2 separate regions of the Mus musculus genome follow, and region 1 is linked to region 2. The links are chromatin contacts, called in public promoter capture Hi-C maps. All regions are on one chromosome and are shown on one strand. Each heading gives the region's core, a stretch centred on a gene start, on an enhancer-like site or on the middle of the called end of the contact. The rest is flanking DNA. Distances are from core to core; before and after follow the strand shown.

Evidence for each region. Capture Hi-C pulls out chosen DNA fragments and counts their contacts.
Region 1: a promoter capture Hi-C map of liver shows a contact between it and region 2, with 2.5 times the contacts expected there. The contact joins the promoter of Atox1 here to the promoter of Fnip1 in region 2. A contact is called at or near these places in 1 of 39 promoter capture datasets (pre-B cells), 1 of 484 Hi-C or Micro-C datasets (the G1E-ER4 cell line) and 2 of 9 other capture datasets (adipose tissue and liver).

The regions. Positions count from the first base shown.
Region 1 is chr11:55,459,445-55,462,809 of GRCm38.p6, reverse strand. Atox1 (antioxidant 1 copper chaperone) reads left to right here and starts at 1,602. Exons shown (of 4, transcript NM_009720.3): 1 at 1,602-1,722. The coding sequence starts at 1,717.
Region 2 is chr11:54,436,775-54,440,165 of GRCm38.p6, reverse strand. It overlaps Fnip1 (folliculin interacting protein 1), which reads right to left and starts at 1,987. Exons shown (of 18, transcript NM_173753.4): 1 at 1,778-1,987. The coding sequence starts at 1,869. It overlaps LOC115487771 (a long non-coding RNA gene), which reads right to left and starts at 1,771. Exons shown (of 2, transcript XR_003949675.1): 1 at 1,259-1,771; 2 at 1-535.

The DNA of each region.
Region 1 (3,365 bases), core at 353-2,852, 1.0 Mb before region 2:
GTAGCCCTAGCTGTCCTGGAACTCACTCTGTAGACCAGGCTGGCCTCAAACTCAGAAATCCGCTTGCCTCTGCCTCCCGAGTGCTGGGAGCAAGGCGTGCACCACCATCGCCCAGCCTATTATGTTCTTACATTTATTTTATTTTAGTTCATTTTATTTAAGACAGGTTCTCATGAGGCTCAGACTGGCCTCCAATTCATAAATCCCCTGCCTCAGCCTCTGGAGTGTAGGGGGAATGCTTGTTTTTTTTTTTTTTAAGATTTATTTATTTATTATATGTAAGTACACTGTAGCTGTCCTCAGACACCCCAGAAGAGGGCATCAGATTTCGTTACGGATGGTCGTGAGCCACCATGTGGTTGCTGGGATTTGAACTCGGGACCTTTGGAAGAGCAGTCGGCGCGCTCTTAATTACTGAGCCATCTCGCCAGCCCCGGGAATGCTTGTTTATAGACACATGTGTGCCACCCTTACCCCATCCAGCTAGTCTTAGATTCTTAGGCTTTCCCCTGTTAGCCAACTTCTTATAACTTTTATGTTCAAATTATAGCATGGTTTCAGACTGAACCCATCCTGACACACAAAATGGCAGATTGCCTACTTAGTTTAGGGATCTCCTCTCAGCCTCCAGCTCAAGGACACAAATGGCTGGTAGAGGAGATAGATCCAGTCGGTTGGTCCTTCTGGCACTCTTGAGGAAGCCAATCTTCTTCATGGGTGTCAGTTACCCATGCAGTAACTCGGTTTACTGGGGCTGCCATAATTGGGTGGGAAGGACGCAGTCTCATGGGTTTTTTGTTTTGTTTTGTTTGTTTGTTTGTTTGTTTGTTTTTTGCATAGCCCTGGAGCTTGCTCTGTAGACCAGGCTGGCTTTGAACTTAAGAGATCCACCTGCCTCTGCCTCCAGAGGGCCAGGATTGAAGGAAGGCATGACCACCACCTGGCCCAGCTCTGCCTCAACTTTTCAAGCACTGGGATTACAGTTGTGAATTTATCTACTATGTGCCTTAAATTTGGATTTCTTTTTTAATATGTTTTTTCAGGAAAGGGTCTCAAGAAGTCCAGGATGCCCTTGAACTTTGCAGCCGCAGTAAGCCTTGAACCCAGAAATCTTCTGCCTCAGCCACGTTAGTATCCGGGTCAACAGGCCTGGCGCCCTAGGTCAGGCCACTGTAGTTTAGGGACTGAGTTGAGTGGTAAGCAAGAGAGATGGTCCCTTTAGGGAGATGCCAGATCTTTTATTCCCAGAGCCTTGGCCTTGCATTCCCTAGCCCTGTTTCAGAAATGACCCAGCAGAAAACGCAGGTCTGGCCTCCACAAGATAGCCTTAGCTTGACCTCAAAAAAGCCTGGCCTTTCCGCGTCCGGAGGGGCGTGACCTAACCCAAAAGAGAGGCGGGACCTAGTGAAATATTCATATCGAAAGGCACGGTAAGCAAGAGGAGGCCAGCCCAAGGGAGGAACCTAGCTCTAACTGGACCGGAAGGGACAGGGAATTTAGCAGATCCTTCCTCAAAGGGCCGGGCCTTGACGAAGCTAGCCCCGGAAGAGGCGGGGCATAAGTGGAGCCCAGCCCTAGGGCGGGGCCTGGCCGAAGGATGGGTTGGCCTGAGGGCGGGGCTTTCAGGAGCGCTCTCCGGAAGCGCAGCTTTGGTGTCCGGGAGAGGAGTTCCAGTCGTCGTCGCCGCTGCCACTGCCCGTGTGTGCCGCGTCAGTCATGCCGGTAAGTGGCCGTTCGACCCGCGGGAACTTCTGTCTCCAGCCCGGATGCACTGTTTCCGAGCCCGACGCTGCTGTCAGGGCGCAGGCCGTGGCCAGAGCTGCAGTCGTTTCTCAGTTTACCTTCCGCACGGTCCTCCGGCTTCGGGACCCTCCGGAAAGCTGCAGAGAGCAGTGTAGTGCAGAACACAGGCCTCCGGATCGCCCTAGAGAGTCTTCGAGAGGCAGCCCCATCCTTTTCTGCATAATGGGGAAACTGAGGCAGGGAGGTAGGGCAGAGAACCCATATAGGAATGCGGGTACCTGGCCTTTCCACATGCATACCCTGCCGCCTGCAGGCTTTCCAGAGAAGCATGTCTCTGTTCATCTCTCCTGCCCACACTGCCCTGCTTCCACTTCAGCACTGGGCCGACAGGGTACTTTCTTCCCCAACCAGGAATCCCAAAGCTCAGAGCAGAGTTTAAGGAGCCGAGAGCAGCGCTTATCTTGCCTTTGAAATCACCCCACTCCTTTGCATGGCGGCTTCTAGTCTCATTGCTTAATTTAAAATGAAGGCCTTACATGAGGCCTTGGCACATTACACAAGAAGAGAAGAAAAACCCCAGTGCTTGCTGGAAAGCGTTTATTGTTGGGAGCTAGCTAGGTAGGTAGGATACAAGATGGAGCCAGACCACCTGGGAAGTGCTGGGCAAAACCAGTTGTACTTGTTTGGGGGCAAGCTCTAATCTCAACTGAGTTCCGGAGATGCTGGTCTAGAGTTGTGGAGTGGAGAGCATTTTCCTCCCAGTGCCTCTCAACCCAGAGGTCTCCCAGGAGTATTCTGTGTTTTAGCAGCTTATCTTCTGGGAATGAACCTGAGGCTTCTTCCTGGTACAAATCCTTAAACCTCTCAGGTGTCATTCTTGTGGTTCCTGCCCATTGTCTTCAGACCCTGTCTGCACAAAGCACAGACCAAAAAAAAAAAAAAAACTTGGTAAAGTCCATCCTGCCAGTCAAGCTAGTCCATGTGACAGACTCCTTGGTGACCTCAGGATTCCAGAGTGGAGGCTGCCCGGCTGCTCTTCAGAGGGCAGCAGTGAAGGAAAAAAATAGCTTGAGGGCCTCTCTGTTCTGTGTCTGCCTCTGGGGACACAGGATTTAATGGGAGATGAACAGGCACCTTATCAAGACAAATTGCTAAGTGCAGGGAGGTATTGGTCAAGTGCTACCTCCAATCTAGCCAGGGAAGTAAGTCTTACCCAAGATAGTTTGCAGACCAAAGCTTAACCCAGAAACCTGAAAGTTTGCCCTTGGCTTGCCAGCTGGGCAGCCTCAGGCAAGTTGTTCTGCCTCTCTGAGCCTTTGTCTCCTCATCTGTAAAATCAGGACTGAAAACAGACCTTTCAGGACTGAGGTTGGTATTAACTGGAGTTATATCATCATATTTAACACAGCTAGTGACCCATCTGTCCCCAAGGAGTAGTGACTCTTATGTTGATGTAGGTCGAGTGGGGTAGAACTGGGTAGGCAGGCTTCCACTCCAATTTAACATGGGTCTCACTGGTTAAAAGTTCAAGTCTTGTGTCCTCTCTCCAGCCTAGGCCTTCCTACTCATGAGCTGTGTCTCCTGGGGTCAGTATTTAACCCCGGAGCTTCAGCCTTCTGATC
Region 2 (3,391 bases), core at 738-3,237:
AAGCAGACCAAATTGTTCTTGGGTGAAAGGGGGTTAAGGACTGTGGAAAAGGAGGGAGCACAAGCTGACAGAACGAATGGTTGTGAAGGTTCAGTGGAGTGCTGAGTATAAACTGTGTTTGTCTGTCAGCCCTCATGGGACAGTAACCTTCCCCGTGTATTCATCTTTTATTGTATTTTAATTATATATCAAGGAAATTTTAAAAGCTGGATTAATTAGATCTCAAGTCACTAGGTATGTGATCCAGAATTCTCATTTTCTCACATTACACTTGTACACATCTTGTTTTCAAAGCAAGTTTTCACGATGAACTGCAGGTATTGGGCTTCCACGCTGGAAAAAGGATTATAAAGTCATCTCTACATTGCTACTTGCTCTATCTCACAAGGTTACTGTGAAATGAGATAACTGATGGGAAAGTTCTTTGGCAGCAGTAAAGTCTTACACAACCATATAGAACACTTACTCAAAAAGTAGATTTTGGTCACATTAACAAATTGAGACTCTTGTAATCTTGGTTACCCAAAGTCAGTCTCTGCACAGAAATAGAAACAGTGGTCTATTCAAATGTTATCTTTTAAATCTCTCTCCAGAGGCTGCTTCCCGGGTCTCTGGTTTTCCTAGGTGTCCCGGTGTATTATCTGGTGTTATCTGCACTTTCGCTTTTCAAAGGAAAAACAACTGTCAGATGACTACGGCACAAGACATTTACTTCCCATTACGAAGAAAAGCCACTGCCATGAAAATTCTTTTGTTAAGCTTGTTTCCAAAACGGTAACTGACCTTTTTCTCCCATTAAATATCAGTTAAATTACTTGCCATTTGATATTCAATCTCACACATTGTTTCCTGATGGGATCTGTATTATTGACAGCGTGGATAATTTGAAAAATATTAAAGCCTCTAAGACTTATGTAGTGCAGTCATCTGATACTTGGGCTTGCTGCAAAATTTGACACTGTTTCCCTTTTACTATTACTGTACAACTGAGTTCTCGGCCATACAGCCAAGTTTGTCTGATATGTGACATTTGGCCTAGTTACATGCGAAAGTTTCCATAGCGCATTATGGAAGACAAAACAATATCTTCTTCAAATACAATTCCACGGCTGAATTTAACCATTGAGCTAAGCTTCTATATATCTGACAATTCTAAAAAGTTACTGTACCAGCAACAGGTACTGCAATCAGAAAGAAACAAAGCATGCAATCACAAACAAACACACACACACACACACACACACACACACACAGCTACCGTTTTCCATTTGCAAGAAACTCCTTTTCAGTAACAGGTGTAAGAAGGGAAAGAAAATTCGACAGTAAGTTCTACCGCAAGTCCTCCTCGAGTCTGGTCAGTAGTAACCCTAACCACTTCGGTTTCGCATTTCTCCTTCGATAACACTAAGGTCGCTCGGCAAGAGAACTGCACAGCTCCAATTTTAGTTTCCAAGAAGCCTGACAGACCGCCAGCCTGCCCACTCGCTCCTCCAGCCTCCTCAGTGCTCCGCAGGTTGGCCGAACGCGCGACAGTCTGCACAAAGCCACCCGAGGGCTGCGGATCACAGGGAGACAGCAGCTCCCGGCCGGGCCCCGGAGGCCTGCGGTGAGGTCGCAGCCCGGGCAGCGTGCGGACCGACAGCCTCCCGAGGCCGCCGTGCTGGGGCTGGGGACGCGGCGCGTGGCGCGGGCGGGGCATAAACAGCCTAGCGAAGAGGGCAGGGGACCGCACGCCCCGCCCGAGGCCGCGACCCCTCGGGGGCCCGCGACGCCTCACCTGAACGCGCAGTCCGGGTCGCGGGCGTCTCGTCCCGGCGCGCCTAATCCGCTCCGCTTGCTGAAGAGCTTCTGGAACAGGGTGGGGGCCATGCTGGCCGCCGCAAGACTGGGGTCGCTCGGCTGGGAGCTCGCAGGAGGCCCCCCGCTCCTACCGCCACCCCGCCACCCCCATGGGCGCCTCAGTCATATGACAGAAATTAGTCACTTCAAACGGCCACGGCGCGCGGGGCGGAGCGCGAGATTGAGGTCGCGGCGATTGGCTGGCGACGAGCCGTATCACGTGGCAGCAAACTGAGCGGGGGGCGGGGTGGGGGTGGGGAGGCGGGGCCGCCTGCCATTGGCTGGCTCACGGGTCCGTCACGCGGCCTCTCACGGGGCGGGGCGTGCGAGGGCGCGCGCGGCTGGGTGGCAAGAGAAAGCCTCTGGGACCCAGGCCCGCCTCTGACCCTCCCAAACTGCTAGGGCTCTAGGAGGAGACCTAGGTCTGTGACTTGAGGTGCGGTTTCCATTGACGCCCGCACTTAGTCTCTAGGAAGATCTAGCGACTGGGGGCTCAGGCTCGATCTCCTTGGTAACCAAAAAGATCACAAGCAAAACCAAGAGAGGCAAGCAGCCGTAAAAAAAAAAAAAAAAAAAAAAAAAAAAAAAAGACATCTATCTAAAAATATCTAACCCTTTATGCTAAGTATTTAGAATTTGAAAGACTGCGGTTAAAGAGCTCAGTAGTTAGAGGCCCTGGGTTTGATCCTCATCACCAAACAAGAAGTTTAGCAAAATGTCTAAGAGAGACAATCAGAACTTCCATGAAACAAAGCTGTATATCTTTAATATCTGGGTATGAGGAAAGGAGGAACTGTAACATTGTTACCAAATGGCAAGACTGCTCTCAAAACGGAAAATACAGCTCACGAACATCCTTCCAGTCTTATCAAACCATCAGTGTTCAGATCAAATTCGTCATCCGTTTACCAGGATGAGGGATTTCGTACAGTGGAATGAAGTTCTCTGAGAAATGTGGATGAATGTGGGGAAATACTGGTGTATGTTTGCAAGGGTAGACAAAGACGCTTGAGAATTTCACTTAGCTAGACATAGGAACCAAATCTTTAAGAAGTTGTCAGCTGATCTGCAGTTGAAAAAAAATAAATAAGTAGCCCTTATTTACATGGGAAAAAGAAAAAATGCCGGGCAGTGGTGGCACACGTCTTTAATCCCAGTACTTGGGAGGCAGAGGCAGGCAGATTTCTGAGTTCAAGGTCAGCCTGGTCTACAGAGTGAGTTCCAGGACAGCCAGGGCTACACAGAAAGATCCTGTCTCGAAAAAACAAAACAAGAAAACAAAACAAAAGAATAAAAGAAAAATTAGCAGGATATTTTTATATCGTTAATAATTTATCACTGGTCAGCATGTTGAGCTGTTACAACATGTTACAAAGTCTCATGTTACAAGACTTTTTTATATTTATTGAGACAGGGTCTCTTGCTGGCCTGGAGCTCACCAAGTAGTGTAGGATGACCTTTCTGCTTCATCTTCTTTGACAGCACAAGAATCACAACCTTGCATTCCTTTGCCCATCCTTGAAGTAGATTCTGGGAATGGAATGCAGGTCTT